3 separate regions of the Mus musculus genome follow, and all the other regions are linked to region 3. Evidence: chromatin contacts called from public targeted proximity ligation data. All regions are on one chromosome and are shown on one strand. The core of a region is the stretch at or near the end of the contact, and the rest is flanking DNA. Distances in the headings are between cores, read along the strand shown.

The links.
Region 1: a contact with region 3 is called in a targeted proximity ligation map of bone marrow-derived macrophages, with 4 times the contacts expected there. A contact is called at or near these places in 6 of 130 datasets of targeted methods (the 230-238 cell line, DN3 thymocytes, bone marrow-derived macrophages and 2 more).
Region 2: a contact with region 3 is called in a targeted proximity ligation map of acute myeloid leukemia, with 8 times the contacts expected there. A contact is called at or near these places in 1 of 39 promoter capture datasets (the C10 cell line), 16 of 484 Hi-C or Micro-C datasets (CD4 T cells, the HPC-7 cell line, bone marrow-derived macrophages and 10 more), 18 of 130 datasets of targeted methods (the 230-238 cell line, CD8 T cells, the NIH/3T3 cell line and 10 more) and 1 of 9 other capture datasets (embryonic stem cells).

What each region holds. Positions count from the first base shown.
Region 1 is chr19:33,098,796-33,103,306 of GRCm38.p6, forward strand. It overlaps Gm29863 (a long non-coding RNA gene), which reads left to right. Exons shown (of 5, transcript XR_386659.2): 3 at 792-890; 4 at 1,938-2,074; 5 at 2,957-3,366. Among named protein-coding and RNA genes, the nearest start is that of Gm29863, 15 kb to the left of the region's middle.
Region 2 is chr19:33,220,781-33,225,426 of GRCm38.p6, forward strand. It overlaps the pseudogene Rnls. Among named protein-coding and RNA genes, the nearest start is that of Mir3970, 66 kb to the left of the region's middle.
Region 3 is chr19:32,801,823-32,806,089 of GRCm38.p6, forward strand. The region is part of intron 5 of Pten (phosphatase and tensin homolog); the gene reads left to right. Among named protein-coding and RNA genes, the nearest start is that of Pten, 46 kb to the left of the region's middle.

The sequences.
Region 1 (4,511 bases), core at 1,481-3,980, 300 kb after region 3:
CATGATAATCCTAGCTGAGGCAGGAATATTATGGATTGCAGACCCAACTATGCTACTTAAGGCGTTCAAAGCCAGCCCAGGCTATAATGGACTCTGTCTCAAACAAACTGCATGTTATTCTATGTCTAGATATTTCAGTGAACAACAGACTAGATGTAAGGGTTTACTTATAAACTCACAAACTATTTAAATCAGAAGGAATAACAATATGTTATACTCAACACAGATACATTTTAAACCTTCATTTGTCTAAGTACTGTAGGTAAAAACTGTAAAGAAACCTCTGTCACAGATTATAGGTTTTCTCCAGTGGGAACACAATGCTTAACAATTGACCTATATATGAACACATAAAACAAGCCACTGGTTGAAAGAGACAATGTGTAGTTGTGAAAGCACCAACAGGGTTTTTACTTTTTTTTTTAAAGGGGAGGTTTGAATCTCATCTCTAAAGGAGTCCTCTAATCTGTGTAAGTCTTTGCAGCAAAATAATGAGGAGGATGGCTGGCCATCCCAGGTTCTTGTAAGAACTGAATCACATGATGTGTGGACAACTGCCTGGATTAGTGTCAGAAACAGAACAAGTACTTAGACACGATGTGCGTGACGAGAAAACACAAACACACCGATTTGGCAAATGATAAACTCACATGTGCAAGTTTCTTACCGGGGCATCCAGTGTCAACATAATTAAAGGAAATCTCATTTTCCTTGAAGCTCTGCTTGCTAGCTGAACTTTTCAGCTCTGCACAAGTCCCTCTCCTAATCCATCTGTATCTTCATTGTTTTAGACAAAGGACGATTAGTCGCAGGCTGGGCTCTCGGAGTGTTGAGATATGGATTAAGAATACTCCGTTCAGTGATGTTGAATGACCAATTGAATATTTTTGGTGAGTATATTTTGCATTTTCCTCAAAGTTAAATCTTTGGATCTGAATGTCATCTTGTCTGTCTGCTCAGCATTAATTCTGCAATACTGGGACCAGCACATTGATGTTTTAAATCATAAGAAGAATCTGCTTTTATTTAATATCTTTGTCCCTCTATGAACTGTGGGGGAAAGGGAGTTGTCAAGCCTGTGTTCAAACCAAAATTTGCCAAAAAATCCTTTAAAGTAATAATCTTTAGGCAAGACCAGTAGCACTCTCTTGTTTCATTTCAGTGTGTGTGTGTGTGTGTGTGTGTGTGTGTGTGTGTGTGTGTGTATCTTTCCTGTGTTTCCTGCTCCCACCTGAACTGCACAGTAATTAAAAATCACGTCATCTCTCCAGTTGTGCATCAGGGCTACATGCATGTCACTTGGCCACTCTGCTATCTAAATCAGGTGTTGGGGGTGGGGTGGGGAATCAAGGTTAGTGTGAACAGCTGGCATCTGCGTCCGGCCAGGCCAGCTGAACTTCAGCCTGAAGCTTGGCCCAAGCCCAGACTGATAAAGCCTTAGCTTAGCTCTAGATTTCTACAGAATTAGTGTGCAGAATGTAAAGACATGAAGACCAGCTCCATCTGCTGTGCATGTCTCTTGAGGCCATTGGGGGCTTAACTTGCTTTGGGGGAGAAGACAGTAGAGTGGAGTGGGGTGAACCCGGGGGTATCTTTGCCTCTGGCCTGTTTCAACCTATCCATCAAAATGCTGACCTATATTCCAGTGACACATATTAGATCCAAGCAGGACAAACTACCCAGGGTGTCCTCCCCCCTCCCACTTAGGCAAGGGGGCAGCCACATCTGTTCTTTCTCCTCAGGCTCCAGATGTGAGCTGTGAGGGGCAGAAGGAAGGTTGTTAAGAGGCAAGTCCGGTGCAGCAGGAACAGCACTGCATTCTCAGGAAAGCAGCAGTAAGCAGTGGGGTGAAAGAAAGAAAGATAGGTTTTCGGATCCCCAGATCTCCCCCCCCCCCCAAGCCATTGTTTTTAAAATGCTTTCCTGTATTTCTGTAGAGTGGGCAGATGGCAAGATCCTGGAAGTGTAAAACAGCTACAAGAAACAAGATGATTCAGACAGAAGGAGTATGAATAAATCCTGGCTGGTCATCTCATTATTAATCAAGATACCACCACCCACCCTCTACCGCCTTGTAAGTGTGTGCGGGTACAAACACACACACACACACACACACACACACACACACTCACTTGCTTGCATCTGTGCATACATGCATCTCCCTCTATTGCTGACTGCCTTATACCCCTGAAGTAGACTCTCTCACTGAACCAGTGCCGATTTTGTTTTTTGCCTAGGCCGTGGGCTAAAAAGCCACTGTAATTCTCTCTCTTGTCTCTGTCTTCCCTGCCTCAGTGCTGGAATTACAGGCCCACTTGGGTACATTCAGTTTTTTATGTGTGTGCTGGAGATCTGAACTCAGATCCTCACATTCAGGAAATAAGTGTTCCTACCCACCAAGCCTTCTCCTGAGCCTATCTTTAAGTTTTCATGCCTTGTTTCATTTTTAGAAGGGTGCAGTGTACAGTCAGAGCTCTGTTTGAGGCTTTGGATAGGAAAAAAAAAGGCACCATTTTTACATTTTACTTATTTTGTGAATTGGCTCATTTGGAAGATGTGGGGATGAGACCACTCATTGTCAGTAGAGGAAGAAAGAGAAAATGGAACTCCTATGGAGGACGCCAGAGCCGAGAGTCAGGGCCACAACCAAAAGCCAGGGATGGTGCCCTCTAAAGCACAGGAACTGTGCCTAAGAGAGATATTTTCAAGTGGGCCTGTGGTTTACCACAGTGTCCTCGTGATCAGTATAGTGGTCAGATGTCAGGCGTAACTGAAAGTAAGTTCGTTTTCCCACAGTGGGGAGAGAGAGAGGGAGAGAGAGAGGGAGAGAGAGAGGGAGGGAGAGAGGAAGGGAGAGAGAGAGAGAGAGAGAGAGAGAGAGAGAGAGAGAGAGAGAGAGAGAAGCAAAAAAGAAGAAAACATTTGCTCATATGAAACGAATACTTTTCCATTTTAGAGCTGGGCTGGCGCAGGCTTGAAAAAAACGTACCATCACCCGTGTGATGTTTCTGAAGAAAGCCGGAGAAGCAGCAACAGTTGGTGCCTTTGATTAGCAGAACATTTCAATCCCCACCCCATCTTTTCTCCAAATAGTCGTTCACAATGCGAGTGCTCAGCCCCACTGTTTGCTCGGTTCAATAGATCTGGGGGCAAGGGTTATGCCTTCCTGTTACCATGGGGCTGGCAGAGAGAACTGGAGGCCAGTGATCTTAGTCTGAGCTTCAGGATCATGGCTAGCTCCCTACAACTGTCCCCAGATGTTCCCAATTCAACCTGCAGTGCAGATTACGTAATCATCTCTTCACGACGCATGAGCATAGGGGGAACTCTGGGCTCCAAAGAGTTAAATTGTCATCTGCAATGGAATAAATGGTTTAACCACAAATTCATCCTGTGCTCGCCTACTTATGTGTTACCCTGGGTGCATGCATTTCCCCCTTTCAGATATTATTATCTTTTATGATATCATATCTTAAAATGGCTCCTCTGTCATTTAGGAGCAAGGTCTCCTAGGTTCACCACCAGAAATGGAGCTGAGTGCTTTCTGTATTCACATATGTCACATAAGCCCTGGGAATACAGGGTGACAGTGTACCACTCACTGCCTGGAAGACAGGAAGCTGCATATTCTAGGCAGCCCTGCATCCCACCTTGGATGCCTTTTCTTTCTGTCCTGATCCTTAGCAAAACCAAGCATCCGAACCTGATCTTTCCATCTCCCTGAGCTGGGACTACCTTGAGCATCCAGTGTGAAATTTCCTGCTGACATTGTTTTGGCTGGATTGCTAGCTACATGTGGGAGAATTTAGCTCAAACAGCACAAAGCTAATAGCATGCCTCTGTGCAGTCAAAGGGAGATCAGTAGAAAAAAGGTGACGTCATGGATATTTCAGGGACTTCAGGTCTGCTGTGCAAAGCGGCTTCTTCACTACACATAAGTCAGAACCTGGAATTGAGACAAAAAACAACTCTCCCTTCTCATAAATAGCTGCTCCGGGACTCAAAAATATTCTAAATGCAATGGTTCAGATATGGTCCCTTTTCCTTGGAGATCCATCTGATTTCCCAAGTCCAATCACAAACTTCTTAATAGCATGTCATGAACCTCTCAGCTCATTATTTTTCTTCAAAGCTCTCCAGCTCGCCAGTGTGCAGCCTGTGAAGTGTCACCCAGTGAAGTGCTGCACCATAAATAAGCATGCGCAAGACATGCTAAAATCCACCCTTCACCGCTCCTGGCTTTTCCTCCAGGAGTGCTACCACTCCGACAGCGGTGTGGGATTTGTTGCATTACCTCTGAATCTAGTTTCTGTTCTTTGAACTTCGAATGTGTCCAGTGTGTAATATGGAGAGTGTAATGGATTTGTCTTGTTTATACAAATCACATTTTTGTCTTCATGCTCCTTCGCCTTTCTTCCCACTGTCTCTCCCTCCGAGAGAGCGTTGTGGAGATAAAGAGGATAGGTATATAGAAGTAGCAAGCACAGCTTTACCCATTCAGGACTACAGGA
Region 2 (4,646 bases), core at 726-3,225, 420 kb after region 3:
GGACTCACAGGTAGAAAACCACTGTTTCAGAGTACAACTACCTTCACAGTACCAGTTCCGTAAAACTAGGACTAGTCAGTCCACTGGTGATGTTGACACTTCCTGATCCAATCACTCCTCAAGGCAATACTATATGGAGACTAAGCCTTCATCAGAAAGGCATTTGGAACTATTTTATATCCAAACTATAATACCCAGTAGAAGATCATTTCCAAAACCACTATCTCAGTCTTTGTTGAGTGCTCACCATGTGGCCAGCTCTTCCTCTATATGAGAGAAGCTTTCATATATAATTGCCCATTTATAATTATCTAGTAGAGACATGGAAGTTCAGAGTCTTTCCCAAAGTTGTACACTGATAAGTCAATCAACTTCCACTTAAATATGGACTTCTTAGCTGCCAAGTATAAGATGTGTGGCTTTCAATAAATGGCTTTACACCTAGGAGCCGTGGCTTTTTAACCTGTCAGTTGGAAATTTCCAATCAGTTACAGATGTTCCTACAGCCTCAGTACCACTTAAGAGACCACATGGACACATCGTATACATCACAACACATAGCATGCAGAGAGCACTTAGAGCTACTCTAGGGAAGAGCAATCAGAAGTACGTTGGAGGTGCACTTACACACAAAACAAACATAGTAGTTTAGTCCAAGCTGAGGGAAAACAGTCCCAATCCAGCTGGCAAGTTGTGTCGTTCACTTATGAGCCACGAGCCATTTGTTATAAAAGAGAACCTAACATGAATTAACCACTAAAGCCACATTTAAACAGGACTGATGCTGTGGACTAGGTAACTGAGTCAACAGCTTAGCATCATTCTCCCTTGGCTTTGGTACTTGCTAACTGTATGACCTTGGTCGAGTCATGTACTCTTTCTGAGCCCAGCAACCTTATCCATAACATGTGGGCTCTAAGTAGCATATCACACAGAATGTTACGATGATGAAAAAGACCACTCAGCCTAAGCTGATGCACACCTTTAATCCCAGTACTTGGGAGGCAGAGGCAAACACATCTCTGTGAGTTCGAGGTCAAGCTGACAAGTTCCAGGACAGCCAAGGTTACACAGAGACGATACCCCTCCAAAAAGACCATTCATTGGGCAGGAGAGACGGCTCAGTAGGTAAGGTCAATGGCTGTTTCAGCGGACCTACCTTCTATTCCCAGGCCTGACCAGACCTCTTACAACCACCCAACTCCTGTTCCAGGGGGTCTGATGCCCTCCTCGGGCCCCGGCAGGCACCAGACACATACATGCTGCACAGGCACACATGCAGGCAAGTCATACACATAAAATGAAATATTAAAAAAATTACATGCATTAAAAGTCCATAACACAAAGGTGAGACGGAGCTCAGCTGCTACTTCATCTCCTCACCTCTGGCTCTGTATAATGAGCGGAGGTTTAAGAGGCAGGGTGAAACAAGACCAAACAAAGCCAGAACAAGCCAAAGCTAAATACCTGAAGCAAAAAGTACAGTTGAGCATGTTGTTTGGGCACTCGAAGGTGAGAAGTTAAGGACGAAGGATGGAAGGATTTGACTAGAGCTATCAGAGAGAACACACAACACCCAGATCTGAATTTCAGATGAACAATGGATTTCTTCAGTATCCCAAATATTGCACCAGACATTCTTTTACTAAATAAATTATTCATTGTTTATCTGAAATTCTAGTATAAATGGGTGTCAGTGTTTTCATTTACCAAACCATGCAACCTCGACAGCCTGATTTTTGTAAGAAATCTCTTAACCCTGTAAGGACACTCGGAGTTCAGAAGAGCCTGACGTGGGCAACTGCAGAGCCATCCTGGGAAAGGTCGCACCCTCTGCCACCCTTTGTTTTGTGAAGCAAGGGCCTCATGGGGAAAACCTCAAGTGAGCAATTTTCCCTTCCCTGCACCCTCCACATGAGCCTGCTGCAGAGAATGCTGGGGAGCCTGCTGCAGCCTCCTTACCCGCTTGGGTCTCTGTGACCCAGGTTTTCCTTGGGTGAGGCCCTGTGGTCACGCTATAGTGACTGTTTGAACCCCCACCACACCCTGCTTGGTTGCCAGTGGGTGGGGGCAGAAGAGGTAGAAACAGGGAAAGAATGCTTAGCCGTTTTGATCAGCTGGGTTGTGCTTTGTCAGATGGTCTCACAAAACTTTAATTCCTGCTTTGATGCCTAGTGGCCGCACAGTGTCCTCGCCAGGCTTGTCTTAATAGGCTGCTTGCATGAAGTCAGACGGATCGCCTTTGTTGCACTTTCGTACACCTCATGACAGCGGCTCTTTTACGTTAAGGAGGAAACTCTGTGGTTAAACTGTAGCCTAGGTATTTTTAGAGCCGTTACCATGTTAACCAAATTTCATACATTTCACCTGCAGGATATGCAGTAACACCAAGGCCTTCCCTAAAAGCTAACCAAAAAAAAAAAATGTATTTAAGCAATTAATGCAATTAATACTGTCTTTAGGACTAAGACCATGTTATCTGAGAACAGAGTCGCTGGTGCTGACACCTTTTCTCTTCTATTTTTTTTCTTTTTGAATGGATGGATGGTAATGTCTTTAAGGGAGTACCTTTTTCTTTGATACAAGTGACTTGAAGGGCCAGAACCAAAAGCTTAAAGCTGGTTAGTTCTAAAGGTCAGAGCCTGAAGGCAGCGACTCCTTTGTGAATCATTAAGCTTTCCTAAGCTGCTTCTGACAGACTTCTGGCTTTGCGCCACCTGTCTTGGGTCATTTTACACTGCGAATCCTTATGCTGTTCCAGTTTTTAAGTCAGTAGCAAAGGTTATGAGAAAGACAGAACTTGTGTTGCTGTTGTTTTCCTTCTCAATCCGGCATCGCCCCTAAGCTTTCAGAGCACAGAGCCAGTTTGTGTTTAGGGCATCTTCACACGCCCTACTAGAGAGCATTTAAAGAAGACCCATGGGTCCACAGATGAGCCAGATGTGATGGAAGGGATACCCATTAGCAATAAAGTGAGAGTCCCCATCACTACTGACCAGTGATTTTCACCACTAATCCCAGCACTGAAAGTTCAAGATAGAACTAATATCTGAGGTGCTATCAGATATTATCTTCCATCATCAGTTAAACTGGATGAGTTTTGACATACTTAGAATTCGCTGTGTTAGCCCAATGAGGTTCAAGTGACAGGACACGTCACTGCCAAGTTCTATGCCAGTTTATCTTCTAGTCATCTGAATAAAAGTCACTCTGCACCAAAAAAATTCTCTTAAACACAACGAAATTCTGTTTTATGGAGCCAAGGGACATTAAGCTGCTAAAACACATGCTTTCAAAATCGAATGTGGAATAGCTGTCCTGTTTCTCAAGGGAAAAAATACACAGTTAAACCTTGCTTATTCATAATAACCCAAACTTCCGGAAGGCTTAAGCATTTGGAATTGCTCCAAACCCAAAAGAGGGGAGGAGGGAAAGGGAAGGGTTTGGAGAGCAAGGGGATGGGGGGGGGGGGGGGGATGGAGGGAGAGAAGGACAGAATGAACCAGCAGCAAGCAAGCCAGTTTTTAGAAGTAGACCTGAAACCCTAGCAACACTGAAAGAAGACCTGGAGCTTGCATCTGATTGGCTTACCAGCCAGCCGGAATGCTGAGCTCTGATTGGCTAGTGATGATGTCTCCAAATAATCAGCCTTTTGCAGGGAAGCAAATTTATCTGGCAGAAAGGACAGGAGGTAGAAGAAGCAGGCAAGAAGCAAAGGGAAGCGAACAGGGCAAAATGAATGACAGGTTATTTGTAACAAAGGTGGCAGCTGAGACGACAATGAGAACAAGAATCACTATTTATGTAGCTGCTTACAGTTTTTACAAACTAGGCTCCCTGAAATTACTGACACTGTCTTCAGAAGGACCTTCAAGGATTGCAGAAGTGAAATGACATTCCCCAGGTTACACAGCGAGTAAGAAAAAAGCTGAGGTCACCGGTCTCTAATCCAGGGCTGTTGACACCACAGAGTCTCTGGAGAGAATAATTTGGAGTTATCCTGAGGAATTGAGCTAATCCTCTGATCACAGAAAAGACCACCAGCAGCCACATCAGCTACAGTTTAGTGGGAGATGCAGAAAGGGCGTAGGGCTCACTGCCCTTTGCTACACAGAGGTTGAAATCATCGCTCAAGAAATATCTCCATGCACATTAGGAAGAACGGCTAGTGTGGTAGAAAGGAGGCTTGCATCTTGAGTGCTCAGTGCAATCATTTATTTACCCGGGATGGCTCACAGTGCCAACAACAGCATAATCATCTGTCCCCCAGTTGTTCAGCTATAAATGCGCAGATCATTTTTGTTTCAACTTTCTTCCCATATGCGATGCCTCTGTAAGGCCTGTAGCTGTCACTTCTAAAACCCTGAAGCCAGGTGCTTATGCCATATCGCTGGCCGCCATACTCTCCTCGGAGCCACTGTACTGTTCGACTGGGGTTTCAGTTCATTGCTCCAGCTGTGGTTTTGTGTTTATACCCTCGCTTCCCTAACTTCATCTTCTTCCCGCCCAGTCAATTCTCTGGAATATGTCAAATGCTTAAACATTACACTAAAAATGACATTCAAGGGTTCTAGCAGGGCCCAGCCTGAGTTCACTGTAAGTGCCTATGCCCAGGGCATATTGCTCGACACATGGTGGCCTCCTTT
Region 3 (4,267 bases), core at 1,544-4,043:
GTGAATTTGGGTCTTTCACAGCAGTAGGTTTTTCATGACAAATCATCAGCAGGGGAACTTTTCACAACTGTAGAAGAGAGTCTCCTAGGATTAATGTGATCTTGCTACCCAGTGCAGCAGTGAGGGCCAGGGCAGAGATATCATCCACTTTTACCAGTGCAGGGAAACCAGAGGAGCTGCAGGGAAAGCTGCTAGAGTGTGGAGGACTCTTAGGGCCAGCGATGTGCTCAGCCATTTTTATTTAACTTTTTTACATTAAGACTTTTCAGTTCTTTGAGACTGTAATAAATTATATCATGAGTATGTATGTATGTGTAGTACAACCTGTGGATATGTTTTTAGGGCTTACCATTTGGATAACAAATTGGCATGCTCTCTTAGCATTTCTTAGTTACCAGTAGATCTTTGTCTAGGGTTGAGGCTTGGTCAGCTTTCTCCCATTCTGGCATGTCTTTTGTTCTCCTTGCTCAGCTCATGTTTGGTAGTCATGTTGATGAGACTTTATGGGTGTAGCTTCTGACATTGCCAGTAGACAATCTCACAGCAAACTCCCAGATCCTCTACCTCTTACAGTCTCTAAGCCTTCGTCTACAATGGTCCCTGAGCTGTAGGTGCAGTTATTGTGTTGTAGATGGCTCAGTTGGAACTGAGTTCCACAACTCTGTGTTTTGAACTGTTGTGGTTTTCTGCAATGTTTTCCTTATGCTACAAAGAGAAATTTCCTTGATGAGGGATAAGCACTATGCTTATCTATTGGTATAAATTTAGAGCATAGTTATGGACTATATATATTATTTAGTAAATTAGTGGTTGTAGGTTCTCTGTCAAGAAGCATGACTTCCCTAGCCCAAGGTAGTTGGCTAGGTTTCCAATACCAGGCAGTTTCTCTGTCTTTAAGGGGATTTAAAATTTTTATTTGTTTATCTGTCCATCCATCTGTCCATCTGTCTGAAATCTATCTATCCGTCCACCCATTTAGGTGAGGCCTGAGAGACAGAGTCAAGGAAATGTCACCATCTTTAAAAAAAAAAATTAAGAAGGACCCTTTCTTTAAAAGACCTTAAATTATTTGCTGATTATTTATTCATTTGTTTTTATTGCCATGCATAATTTTGATGGAAACTTTGAACTGATTACACTAAGAGCTTAATTACTAGTAAGTGGTACTCCTGATACTTCTATGGCCTGTCTTGTATTTTGAGAGAGCAATGTTTGCTTTGGAGAAATGGATGAGAATATTTGAAGTCCTGCGACTCTCTCAGCCATTTCCTGCCAGGAATCTCAGCTACTTGACATTTTTTTCTGTTTCTGTTTGTTTGTTTATTGTTGTTTTGATGTTTTCATTTTTCTCTCTTTCTCTCATTCCCCTTTTGTAATGGTAAGGATTGAGCCTAGGGCCTTGTACATGGACACATATTCTACCAGTAAGCTATATCCCTCAGCCCTTGTTTGACTCATTCATCATGTTAAACTACATGACCTTTTGTTTTGCTTTGTTTCTGTTTGTTTGCTAGTTCAGACAAGGATTTTCACTTGAGACAAATAATGGTTGTGAAATGGTTTAGGCTTCTCTAAGCTCTGCTGTCAATCTCCATTCTTTTTCCTTCACTTCTTCAGAATTGCCAGCGTGTGTATAGAGTGATAAGATGCTGGGGTGGTCTGTTTCCTTATGTTCAAGGGTAAGAGCAAGACTTGGGCACTTGAACTTTCCTGTAAATTTCTCTGTTTCCAGGCCAGGGTAAATGCAGGAATCCAGGTTAGACGCAGGAGTCAAGTTAGGTGCAGGAGACCCATGTCAGAAACTGAGGTCTTGACACACTAGTCATTACAGCCTGGTGGCAACAGTTCTGTTTCCCTCTAGAAGGGAGGGGAGGGTGTTTGTGGAAGTGACAAGAAGTCTTGGGAAATGTTACAAGGTAGGGGGTATTTGTGAGTGAAATGTGAAGCCTCTAGTGTCATTTGGTAAAATGTAATAATAATACTTGTGTCCTCCATAGAACTTTTCTTGGCACTCTCCATCTCTTGACCATTTCTTCCATGTGAAAATGATAGACTAATGGACATAGAAGATGCAGGGCTGTGCACATTGTTAGAGCTGTAGCTGGTGCATTTGATGTTTAGCCATTGCATTATACTAAGACTCCTTAAGTAATTTAGCATCTTACAGCCACATCAGTAGGATCTACTGTACCTGTTGCATAGTTAATATACCTAGACAAGTGTTTTGGATAAGTTTATACACGGACCTAAAGCAGAATCCTTATGTGTATCCTACCTTTATTCTTTCGATTATTTAAAAAACAAGAAAGAACTTATGAACAGATACTGTTGACCAAGCTGTGTTTTACTAATGGTTGCTTTTGCATTTTAAGCTACAATAGTATTAGAAACCTACATCCAGATAAAAGCTTTCAGATATCCCTACTCCAGGAATGCTTCTTTACAGATGACATCAAGGCCCAGAAAAGTGAACTGTAGTGATCAGAATTCGTGACGGTGTCAATCAGTTCATGACAGCATTTACAGTAAAAACAAGTCCCTTGGTGTGTTGTTAAATTTCTTTGTATATTATCAAGCTTACAGATTCTGAACTGCAAAAGGTTCCATATTTATTGCTGATGGTTTTGAAAGGCTTCTCAGTTTTATGCTTTTCTTTACAAATCGTAGTGTTTAATAACCCTCCAGGTTAAAATCTTGGAGTGTTTAACCTCCAGTCTAAGTTTAAAATCTCCAGAGAGAGATTGCTAGTTTTGTAACTATAATGCTGTGCATTTCCTTAAAATTTTTACAATTTAATTTTCTCAAAGCTTTTAAATGTAAAGAAAAATAAAATCATGGCATTTATAGGAAGAGAATGGAACTAGAAGTCATTACTTTAAGTAAAACAAATCTGATCAGAAAAACGTGTTTTCTCTCATGGGAAGAACCTAGCTTGGAGGTATGCATACCCTTTGGGGGAGGGAGATCTGAAGGGAAGATGGTGAAAGGAAGAGTGGAACCTGCTCCACACAGAAATGCAGAAGAGGAACTGTTTAGGGAGGGAGGTGACTCAGAAGGAAGTACAACGGTACCTCTATGAGGAAATGTCATAGTGAAATGCGCTAGTAACAAAGAAAAATAATAAAACAAACCTTAAAAGGCACCGGGCCTTGGGCTGGTAGAGTGGCTGTGGAATGATGGATGTGTTTTAGCTTGCTGAGTATAGGAAAGCTGCTTTAGTACAGCTGAGGAAGTCTTCCTAGAAGAATCTTAGAGAATTGATGACTCAGTGTGGCAGTGTAGACACACAGTGGACTTGCAGACTTGTAGACTAGCTAGGAGTCCCTGTGGCTACGTTCGTGCTGCTTGTTGTGTTTGCTGTTTCTGGATTTATACTTTGTGATTGTAAATGTGAACTTCTGGAGATTAATACTTAAATCTGCTTTGTAGTTAATCATATTAGAATTGTCTGTATTATTTTGTTTATATTTGTAATTTTAACTATGGAGGGACCATAAGAAGCTGAAGAAATTTGTGTTCTGGTACAGAATCCTCATCTTCTTTCTTTTATGTTAAAGGAGGAGGCAATTGGCCTGTTGTGAAAAAATTGTAGACTTTGCCTAAAATGTGTGTTTTTTTTTTTTTGGCTTTTACTTATAGTACTTTCTTTCTCAGAGTCCTGTAGTTAGGTCTTGATATGATGCAGGTTGGATTTGCAAGCTGACCATAAAATGTAGCATTGTGTTCTTAATGCTGGAACAATACTTCAGGTTTTGAATATTGCAATGAAGTTCAACAGTTGCTACTTCCTATAAAGAAAAAATATCTCAAGGGCGAAGTAACTGCTCAAGGGAACAAAGACCCATACCCTTATTCAGTCAAAGAAGTGTGTTGCCCACTTTACTGGGAATTATTTACTTGTATAGTTGATATTTTCCTTTGTGAAAAGGTGGCAAATTATCCAAATCCAAAGTCACTGAGGGTGAATCCCGACTGACTGCACATGCGCGCGCGCGCACACACACACACACACACACACACACACACACACCCCGCGCCAGCCCCTCCTGCTGTAAATTACCTTCTGGGGTTGGTTTCCACGTGTGCCTTGCTGTTTGCAAATGCACTTAGGGTTCAGTGCTGCAATACATGGTTTGCGGGATGTAAACTATGAGGAGAGTGTAAGAAAGACCTTTTCAGAATGGCAATGAGCGCAGGTTTTGGAGTAACTTTCCAAACTTGAGGGAAGACACTGCCACTAACCATACGTAGTGTCTGTTCTCCCTGG